Linked DNA regions of Zea mays: region 1 is linked to region 2. The links are chromatin contacts, called in public Hi-C maps. All regions are on one chromosome and are shown on one strand. Each heading gives the region's core, a stretch centred on a gene start, on an enhancer-like site or on the middle of the called end of the contact. The rest is flanking DNA. Distances are from core to core; before and after follow the strand shown. Region 1 holds the start of LOC103626260 (calmodulin-binding transcription activator 3). Region 2 holds the start of LOC103626258 (heterogeneous nuclear ribonucleoprotein Q).

The links. Hi-C and Micro-C count contacts between places; a contact is called where the count stands out from the background.
Region 1: a Hi-C map of leaf shows a contact between it and region 2, with 6 times the contacts expected there. The contact joins the promoter of LOC103626260 here to the promoter of LOC103626258 in region 2. A contact is called at or near these places in 3 of 25 Hi-C or Micro-C datasets (endosperm, leaf and tassel).

The regions. Positions count from the first base shown.
Region 1 is chr5:39,702,523-39,707,800 of Zm-B73-REFERENCE-NAM-5.0, forward strand. It overlaps LOC103626260 (calmodulin-binding transcription activator 3), which reads right to left and starts at 2,613. Exons shown (of 13, transcript XM_008646655.4): 1 at 2,135-2,613. The coding sequence starts at 2,180.
Region 2 is chr5:39,364,828-39,370,164 of Zm-B73-REFERENCE-NAM-5.0, forward strand. It overlaps LOC103626258 (heterogeneous nuclear ribonucleoprotein Q), which reads right to left and starts at 1,819. Exons shown (of 12, transcript XM_008646653.3): 1 at 1,138-1,819. The coding sequence starts at 1,624.

The DNA of each region.
Region 1 (5,278 bases), core at 1,363-3,862, 340 kb after region 2:
CACACGTAAGCTCTCAACTCGACACGCACTAAATTCGTCCACAAACATAAATAAGATTATCAAAAGGCAAAGCTGAACCAACCTCACTGGATCTTTCAGATCAAAAGAGGCACTGTTACTGGAAACGGTGAACAAAAATGACTATCATGGGATACAAATTACAAACAGTGCAATGCAAACAGCAGCCCAAAACTGCCCTACTGCATGATTCAGTCAGAAAGACCCTCATAACATAACCAACCCAGACCTTGCTACATTCTCCAGCAGGTCAGAGCATGGATGCTGTCAAAAGCAAATAGCAAGAAATGATTCAAAACTAGAGAGAGCCAGAACTCCTAAAACCCGGAAAATCCCACTAGAGGGAGCATAGATAAGACTAGGGATGTAAACGGGTTGGGACAAATCGTGTTCCGTTCCGCACCGATTTCTATATTTGTCCCCCTCGAATTCGTATTCTCGGAAAAATGTGAAACGGAATAAGATAAACAAAAACGGTTCAGGCTATATCTCAATCATCTTTGTTTATCCCATATTAATATGGGATTATACCGTATTCAATACGATATATCCCGTTTTATGTTGTTAGCCGGCCCACTACCATGCCCACATGGTGTATCCTGTATTTCTGTATGCAAATTTGTATCATGTATTTTTGCATGCAGAATTATAGGATGACAAGGACATAGAGGTGAAGGACCATGAGGATGAAAGTGGGTACCCAAATCATTAAGACAAATTTAATATTTTAAAATAGACATGTATGAAATTTTTTTCTCATGTTATCAAGCACATTATACAAATAAGAATAAAATTTTGCATAAATTGTTTTATATATTATTTGCTCCCAACAACAAACAAGGTGAAAAAATATTTGTATCCGTATCCAAATTTTATATCTATCATTTGAGAAGATATATGATAAATTTGAGGTTTACCTTTTATGAACATTTACAAGTTCAATGCAAAAAACAAGAATATTAATTTGTATAGCAAATTCTATATTCTATTTATTCACAATCAAAGAAAAAGACCAAAAAATTGATATATCCGAATAAGTATCTGTTTTCATCCCTAAGGGCTAGGAGCGGGATGACGAAGAGAACGAATATATGGACTGTGATCATAATGTCATGGGTGACCATACTGAGCTTGAGTTATAGTTGTAGGGTACCATTTTTAGTTTGAGTTAATGTGTTATGTGTGGTGGACTTTTATGAACTACCAGTGTGCTTGTGTAATTATGTGTGTATATTTAATTAATTACACATTGATATTGGCTTGTTACTTGTTTTTATAGACCTATTAGTAATATTTCTCTATGTACTTATGTTACCTATATTAATATATTATTATCATATATTTGTTGTTCATTGATGAGACTATGTATGATATAGATGGTGTTTTAGTTTTATCTTTCCAATTTTCGACCGTTACCGATGCATTTCTGTTCGGATTAGTTTATTTTCGTCATCCCAAACATCCCGTGTCCAATCCCGTTTCCGACAATTCTGATCCTGAATCTGTTTTCGAATTAAAAAGTATAAATGAAAACGAGAAAGGGTTTGTTCCGACCAATTCCGTCCGTTTACAGCCCTAAATAAGATCCTCCTACTCCCTAACTCCTGGCCATAGACCCATAGTGCACCAAATCTACCAAACCCATGAATAATACCAAAATTTCCATGGTCTCCGATCTCGGCGTACCTATCTGCAAGAATTTGATAAATACTCCACTGCTTGCAGTGATTCCCTACGAGAAGCACACAAACCCTGAACGAGAAAGGCATCACAAAGACCCTCCTGTTCCGCAGCGACCGCAGGGCCGACCTGCCGACGCCTCCGTGCCGGCACCAACACAAAGTACGAAACACCCAAAGTCCCGACGCCAACACAAAGTACCAAACACCCACAGTCCCCAGTCACCACAGGTTCCGAGGAGACCCGCGCCCGCGACGTGGAGAGATGCTTCCGCCTTGGAGACACCCGCATCTCCCGGCTGCCCGGTTGACCACGACCGGAGCGTTGACCGAATCACTCAGATCAGATCGAAGCACCCGACCTCAGGAATCAGGAGTAAACAAAGCGCACGGGATCACGGGGGATGGGAAGCGGGCGGGCGGACGGGACGGCTCACCTAGCTGCGGCACGACCGCGAGGCGGCGCGCCTCCGCCGAGGCCATCGATTGGGCTCACAACCAGCGGCCGCGCACCATGCAACCCGCTGGACCGGCCCCGGGGAGGAGAGGCCGACAAGCGAGGACCGGAGGATGTGCTCGCCCGGGGATCCGAGCAGCGCTGGGTGGGGGTGGAAAGGGTGATTTCTGCAGGATTCTGGGTGTTGGGAAAGTGAAACGGAGAACGTTTCCTCGCTCACTCCGTCGGGGTTTAGCTCAGAGCTTAGCCGCCCGAATGGTACTGGAGAGGCCTGGAAGTGCAAGGGGAGGGGGGACTGGTGCAGGCGCAGCTGCGAAAGGGTAGTGAGTGATTAGAGGAGTGATATGGCGAGATGACCGTTTTGCCCGCGAGATTAAGGAATCTTCGTTCCCTGATCCTGGTCTCCTGTCTCAGGTGGTCGTGTCGCGGTACAGCTTTTTTTCTGGCCAAAATATGGTTAAGAGAATGTAAGGATTACGTGTGAATGACCATAAAGGGGTATATAGGGTTTAAAATCTACAAATTAGATGGATTCCTACTGTCGTGACGATTCGGTAGATTATGTGTTCACGTTAATTTTAGTCAATTTTCACTTAAACGATTCTTATAAAAGCTACATAAAAAATTAGACGTTTGTCAGTCTACATAAGCTTCTGGTGATCAGAATCCAGAATCAGTAAAAAAGTTAAAACAAATAGAACCAATATAGGCAACATCGGATCAGTTACTTCTCAATCCAGTAGTATCTCTCGTGCTGAGGCAATTATAGTAATCACCATAGCAAGTCATGTCTCTTGCATATGGACTTTAGCATACCCTAGCGGATGGGCATGCTAGTTGTACAATGGTGTATGACTCTGTTGAACACCAAAAGTAGTGGACGGTTCCACTCTAGAGCTCGGACGTTTCGCGCCCTCACGATCAGATTAACTCGGACGATTATCCTTATCTTGTGGGTGGTTGTCTATCTAATTACGTAGTATTTATTAGCTATCGCATAAGAATGGGTCTAGACCTCCCATATATATAAAGGGGTACAGTCGATTAAGAACCCTAAACACATTTCAATCGAACCAATTACTTTATTTATCATCCCTTTATCGTTCCTGTCCTAGCAATCTATTGTAGCATAGTCTAGTTGTAGCTTTCCACATATCCGGCTCCATCTCTATTCGACTCTACGTTGTCTAGATCTGTCTTGTGTGGTCTGCCGACCCCAAGACAATCTAAGGATCTTACCTCTCCCAGGACAAGATCTGGTTATCAATCCAAGAGATCTCTTCCTCGAGTTGATCTCTTAATTCCTATGCGACTCTACATCGTCTAGGGACGCCCGGGTGACCTGTCGACCCGAAGCACACTAAGATCTCTCCCCTAGAGACGGGATCTAGATTCCCATGAGAAAGAAGACGACCATGCACCATCGCGGATCGTCCAGCCCAGAGCGGACCGTCTGGTGCGACGCAGGAAAGGAGTCTCTCATGCGCCTAGGTCGCGGCCCGTAAAACCTAGAGTTGTCGATCGTCCGCGCCGCCGCAAAGGGCGTCGCTAGACGGTTCATCTCCCAATGTTTGGCGCCAGATCGGTGCCAACACACTTTTTGGCGACTCCGCTAGGAACGAAGGTTGCAGATCTACAAAATCAGGCTTATATGGCCGATTCTAAAGATATCAACGGTGTTTCTCCAAACATCAACACAAGGCTGACTAATTTTTCAGTCGTTGAGCATAAGAAATTACAAGATGACATGAAGAAGATGGACGAGGACATCCAACGAGAACAAGATCAGGTGCTCAAGGTGGCAAAGAAGTGGTACCTCTCGCACTTTAGGGTAGATTACCACCAGAAGGTCATCCGGGAGAGAGAAATAAATGTCGATTATATGTCAGTCGTGTCGCAGAAGCTCCCCACGATATGTGATACCAAGTCAGCCGATGATATTCATTCAATTAAATTTTCTTTTGATAATTGGATTAAAAGTATCAAAGAGGATATAGAGAAGATGGTGCATGCATTAGGAAAAACTCACATGCCCAATTTTTTCACATAAATTGGGAACCGAAACAATTGCGCCAAACATATCGGCAACAAATTGGATATGTCAGTGGACTCATATCCAAGACGACCATCACCGCCATCTTCGCTAAACGGTGGGTCAACTCTGAGCATGCCCAGACTGTCTGCACACGATCTTGGATCGTTCGCACCTCCATCAGACCGTCTTGCACCCTACGCCGGACAGTCCAGAGTCACATAGAGCCCATCACAAGGTTCGCAGGCGTTACCCGGCACGACCAGACAGTCCGAGATTAGTACCGGACCGTCGAAGAATAGTACCTGACCGTCCGGGAATAGTTCCAGACCGTCCGGTTCGCTTGCAAACGGTCCGACTACACAGGTTGGACCATCCGAAGAACCATAATTCACCTGTGATTAGCCTAGTACAGAAGGTCGACATAAAGATAGTCGGCCACCTAAGCCCCAAGAGCCAAAAAGGTTGCACGTCGCTGAGTTTGTTTGGCCTGCTAAGGTCAAATCTTCTGCTTGCTCTCACCCGCACTTGACACTAAAGGGGAAAGCTAAGTTCATATTTAATATTACTAAACTAAGTATCATAAAATATTTGATGAGTTACTTAAGCATGGTAATATTAAATTGTCACATAAAATTCCTCCGGTTGAAGAATTAAAAGGGCGTGTGTATTATAAATGGCATGTCTCCTTTCTTCATAACACCAACGATTATGTTGTCTTCCATCGGCAAATACAATCGTCTATAAACGAAGGTCGGTTGAGATTTCAAGAGGTGAAGTTTGACAGGCAACATGTCCCTGTCGCCACATTAGAGCCGACGAGTAAAAAAAGTTAGTTCGGCCATGTGCGGCTGATAAAAGCAAAGATAAAAATATCATCATTGGGGATCTTCGCACGCCAAATATGTCACGTAGAGTGGTTGCTTGGAAGGCTTCAGACAAAAGAAAGACCGAAGGCGCCGGGGGGCAAGCACGATCGGACACCTGATCATAGTCACATGTCTTGTGTACGTCGCACGGTCCGGGCACTAAGGCGGAACAGTCCGGGACAGGCGTAGACAGTCCAACTATGAAGGCTAGATGGTCCACTGA
Region 2 (5,337 bases), core at 569-3,068:
GAAGTTGGATGACCAGAATATCGACACTAAGTTCTTGCGGTTATGCTTTGAGAATATATCTGGGGCAAAAAAATAATTTATAAACAAAGTTTTTGTATTGGAGTGTCAGAAGAAGAGTTGTAGTCATTTTCGATGATAAAGTGGGAGAATATAATATGAAGTACCCAGCAATATATATAAGAAGGAAGAAGTATCTGAGTGATGTAGATTTTTATAAAAGGAATAGCAGATATGGTTCCCAATTTTTTCAGAGGTTTGCATTGGATTAAAAAACTATTGCAAAACTTGGGTGAGTGGTCCGAGTTTATGTTTTAGAAAAATTTTGGGTGCAACAGAACAATTAGAGTGCCAAGAATTTGGGGAGTTAATGGACACAATGGAATGAGTGAGGGTGAACACATAATGAGCTGAGCTTTGGAAAAATCTGGATTGTTTTCTACATCCTCAGATTACAAGGCACTGGTTTTTTTCCAGGAACCATAAATACAAGGATGGTAAAAATGTAGAAGCCAAATTTGCCCATAAAAGTAAGGACCTTTCTGTGCAATGTCATTTATGATAGAATTTAATAGGCAGAGAAAGTGTTTAAGAAGCATTGCACATTGGCATGGAGTATTAAGTGTAAACTCTGTGAGCAACCTTATACAGCAGGCCATGTTATTTCTTGGTGTCCAATTGCTAGCTTTATGTGGAGTGTGTGCAAAGACGGGATGGGATGGCAAATTCTCCTAAGGGTGTCGCTGGATGGCTGAGCAACCTGCTTGGAGCAGGGCAAATGCCTTTAGAAACTTTGAAGGGGCATGATTTTAGGCAGCACTCTATCTCAGTCCAACCAACAAAATTTGGAGAAGTTAAATCATTATGCTGTCATTTAAGCATCAGTTATCCAAAAGACTCAATAATCATAACCAAATAAGAGCAATATGCAGAGTCTTATAACAAAGGCTAAACGCACTCTTTGAATTTATCATAGTGTATATTATTTTCTCACACCACTCCACCGGGCTCAGGACCTAAAACTAGCACTACAACCCATACTAAAGGAACATAAATGAACAAAAAGAATGCCGCACTCAGAACCTGAAAACTATCACTCAAACCATACTAAACAAACAAAAACGACTAGCATTTACGTACCGTTCGCCTCCGACCCATCCACCAAGCCTTCCTCCGCAATACCGTCGCCCTCCTCCTTCAACTCTTCCACCTCCTCGGGGTCCTCTTCCGATGCCTCGGGCTCCTCATCCAGCTCTTCCTTCTCCCCCTCTAGCTTTTCAGGTTTGACCTCCTCCCCAGGCTTCAGCGCCGCCAATGGCTCCATCAACTCAGCCTCTTTCCCATTCGCAGTTTCCGTCTCCTCCTCCACCTCCTCCTCCTCCTCCTCCTCCTCCTCCTCCTCCTCCTCCTCCTCCTCCTCCTCCTCCTCATAGTCATCATCATCACCAGGATCCTCCTCCCGCGCCGCCTCCTTATCCGGCTCCTCAACTGGAGCCGCGGCCCCAACCTTCATCTCTTTGCCCTCGACGCACTCAACACCTGCCCCAGCACCGGCGTCGGCTGTGGTTTCTCCCTCGGTGATGGTAGGCGCCAAAGAGCTGCCATCGTCGGCGGCTGATGTGGTCATTCCGGCTCGTAGGCCGTGGTACGGTGAGGTTAGGGTTTCTGATTCGACGGAGAGGATAGGTAATTGGAGATGGAGATGGAGACGGAGCAGCGTGTTATTGCGCCTTCTCGACTTCACTAGAATGCCTCTCTTTTTTAAATCGGAACCATCGAGATCTTGCTTTCGTATGAAAAAAAATGCCTACAAACAAGAATGTTTGCAGTCCCTCACAAAGAGGAAGATAGGCTCTATTTGTATTAACAATAACATAACTAAAACATTATCTAGTAGACCTGTAGGTGGGGTCTATCCTCCTTTCTGTGAGAGACTGCAAACATCTGTTTTGCAGCCGGGCTGCATAAAAAAATTTCCTTCGTTAGGAGCCGCATTTTACTGTTAGATAAAAAACTAGTACAATGATCATGTATACGATGATAATAAATTATTTAATAAAATATTAATGTATAACGATTATATAAAAACTAATAACATATATATTAATATTATTATCGACATTAATATCTTACATATTCTTTTAGAACTAAATTGATATAGAGAGTGAGAAAACATTAGAATTCATTTATGTAAATCTAACCATTGCAACTGAATTTATTGTTCGAAATATATGATATAAATCCTGAAGCGATATTAATAACATCACTAAGATGGTGTTTGGTTGAGAAAATGTAGTGGTAACACTAATGTTTATGTTATTCATTATGATCTGTCTAGGTTAATTTTGATGGGACCCAATAGGTCACCCTAGTTTAGTCATCTTTATACCTTGTTTACCACTGAACTTTTGGGTAGTATATGTTATTGCTTTATGTGGTTTTGGATGTTAAGCTACACATTATTCAAGATCATGCTTTTATTACAAATAAGTTATTTATTGTTCATGACAAGATCATTATGTTAATTGGAACATGGAGCGACCACCCGGGAAAACAGTGCTACCACAAGGGTGGTATGGGACGCCCTTGGCTGACCAATTAGGAAAACTAGTGGAGTATTATCTTACCCGAAAGGAGCAAGGGCGGTAGGGGAGTTGTCCATATAGGGAGGTTCTCGGGTTGATCTTGCTGAGATGGCTTTTTAGACGGGGGATTCCTATATTGCTATCCTCAGAAACCGTAGCAGGTTTTCTGAAGTTAGTAGAACTTTATAAAGGCCTCATAGTGTTACCCTGCCTCGCCTCCTCGGTAGAGGTGTATGGGGCCCATACAACCCCATGACAGATGGGTAACATGACTTGTGGGTAAAGATGTGCAACCTCTGGAGAGTGTAAAACTGATATATCAGTCGTGCTCATGATCATGAGCGGCTCGGACCCTCACATGAGTAACTTATGAAATTAAACTTAATCGGTCATTTGTATCACATTGCAGTTTATTTATTAATTATGATCTCTCATTATTTAAGTTGGTATTTACTTATACTTAGTAACTGTTAATAAAACTTGACCAACTTTATTAAAAGCAATGCTTTGCCTTAACCATTATTTGTTGATCAGCCTGACACTACATATGAGTCCCCATTTTTGGTGTGCTCTGCACATTATTCCCCATACTTGTTGAGCTATAAACTTTTGTGAGCTCACCCTTGCGATATATAAACTCCCCCACAGGTAAAGAGCAGGTAGCCCAGGAGGAGGACTACTATGAAGAGTTTGATGAAGTCTAGGTGTCATCTCCCAGTCAGCTTGTTGGCGCCAAGGAAATAATATTAGTTCGCTTATTTGTTATCATTTATTTTTGTAAGACACTTTCAGTTTGTGACATTTATCTCTATACACTTGGTCATTATATGTGTTGTTCTTCCTTGGCGCACATATGAGACGTACCTGGGTTTACCCCTTAAATTTGGGTGTGACAGAAATGGTATCAGAGGAAATGTTGACTGTAAAACGAAATCTATATAGAACTGGACAAAACCCTTACTTACTTACCTTTACTCTGATTCTTTCTATACTTTTCATGATCCTGTCTCACCTTTGGTTGTTCTACTCTGACTACTCTTATCTTTGCTACTCTAGACAGATGTCGGTGTTTTGGGTCCGACCGCGCACCTGGGGTTGCCCCTCGAGGTGCTTTTTGGAGTAGGACGGTGTTACCGACTGTAGCTCGATGGTTCGTGCTAGATGCACGAGAGACAGTGGACAATTTTATACAGGTTCGGACCGCTTGGAGAGGCATAATACCCTACTTTCTGGTGTGGATCTTTTATGTGGTGGGTTACAGGAGAGTTCTCTAGTACGAGGGATGCTAGAGAGCTGAGTAGACGGCTAATGGGTGAGTTGTTCTTTGATGGGGTGCCCCCTAGGTCTTATATACTCGACCGTGGAGCGTTACATGCGGATATGATAACAACGTGCGCCTAAGTAATAGTGAACTGACTGAGCTTATCTTCCTATAATTCTGCCGACTTATCCTTATTCAGTTCCGACGTCTGAGGGCACAGCGCGGGAGAGTCGGATCACTACTGCGGATAACGCTTAAATCCATTGGGCCGCCCGGGCTCGAGTTGATCCAATCTTGCGTCGATCCACTCTGCCAGACATTCCTCCCCAGGCCACGAAGGGATGGTCTTGCGAAATAATGGACCCAATGCCTTTCGCGAGGTCTTCTAGTCTTCTAGTGGACCCGGGGGATATCTGTCCCCCACAAGCCCCCAATCTTTGAGTTGATTTTGAAATAATCGGCCCAAAGATTCTAGGTCCAGCTTGCAGTTTTGATTTTAAAACATGGATGCTTTGATAGTACCCTTGTCAAGTCGTTGCTTCTGAGCTTTGATCGGTCAGCTTATGCTTTAGAGATCAGCATTTCGTTTTTGGGGGTTGAAGATTCATTGGGTATAGCCCCCGAGCTTTGAGTGGATTACTGAAAATAATCCACTCAAAGGTCTTCATTTCCTGCCTTTTAGAAGTCGTTGGTTCATCTTTGTCCTATGCTTTAGAAATCAGCATTTCATCATTAGTTCATGCTTTAGAGATCAGCATTCTGTTTTCTGGGATTAATGATTCATTGGGTGCACCGGAGGTACACCCAATGGGTGTAGCCCCCGAGTTTTGAGTGGATTACTGAAAATAATCTACTCAAAGGTCTTCATCTCATGCTTTTAGAAATCATCATTTTATCTTCGTCGAATGCCTTAGAATTCAGCATTATATCATCAGCTTTATGCTTTAGAGATCAGCATATGGTTTTGCCTTTGAGATCAGCAATGTGGTCTACCCATGTCCTGTTAGGTTTGAAATTTATTTGATCGGCGACAGATTGGACGTCTGGTAGATGGCTCTTGGCTGGTCTTCATTTCGCTTCGTGCTTCAATGCTTCTGTTGATTAGACTTGTACTTCAGCAGCTATTTTTGGCTTTCCTCCGATCTCTATTGATATCTTCCTTCTGTCTTGATACATTCATTGCGTATACTGTATGGATGTGATTGCTTGGGAAAATCTATTGAAAATTCCTGGACGTCCCCCTCCCAAATGGGTGTAGCCAAGGGACGGCTTGGTGCGCTGAGCGTTTAGCAAACTGCCCCTGAGTAGTAACTTGACGTGACCGCGGATGTAATCATATCGTCCAAGCAGTTGACTTCAGTCCCAATGGGTGTCGTGTTACGTGAAACGACGTCTGCCGCCTGACTTGTTTCCAGACGATTTGAATTGCATATTGAATATTTGCGACTGTTCAGTGACCGTGGTAGGAGATGAGCGGTTGCCTCCCACCCCTAT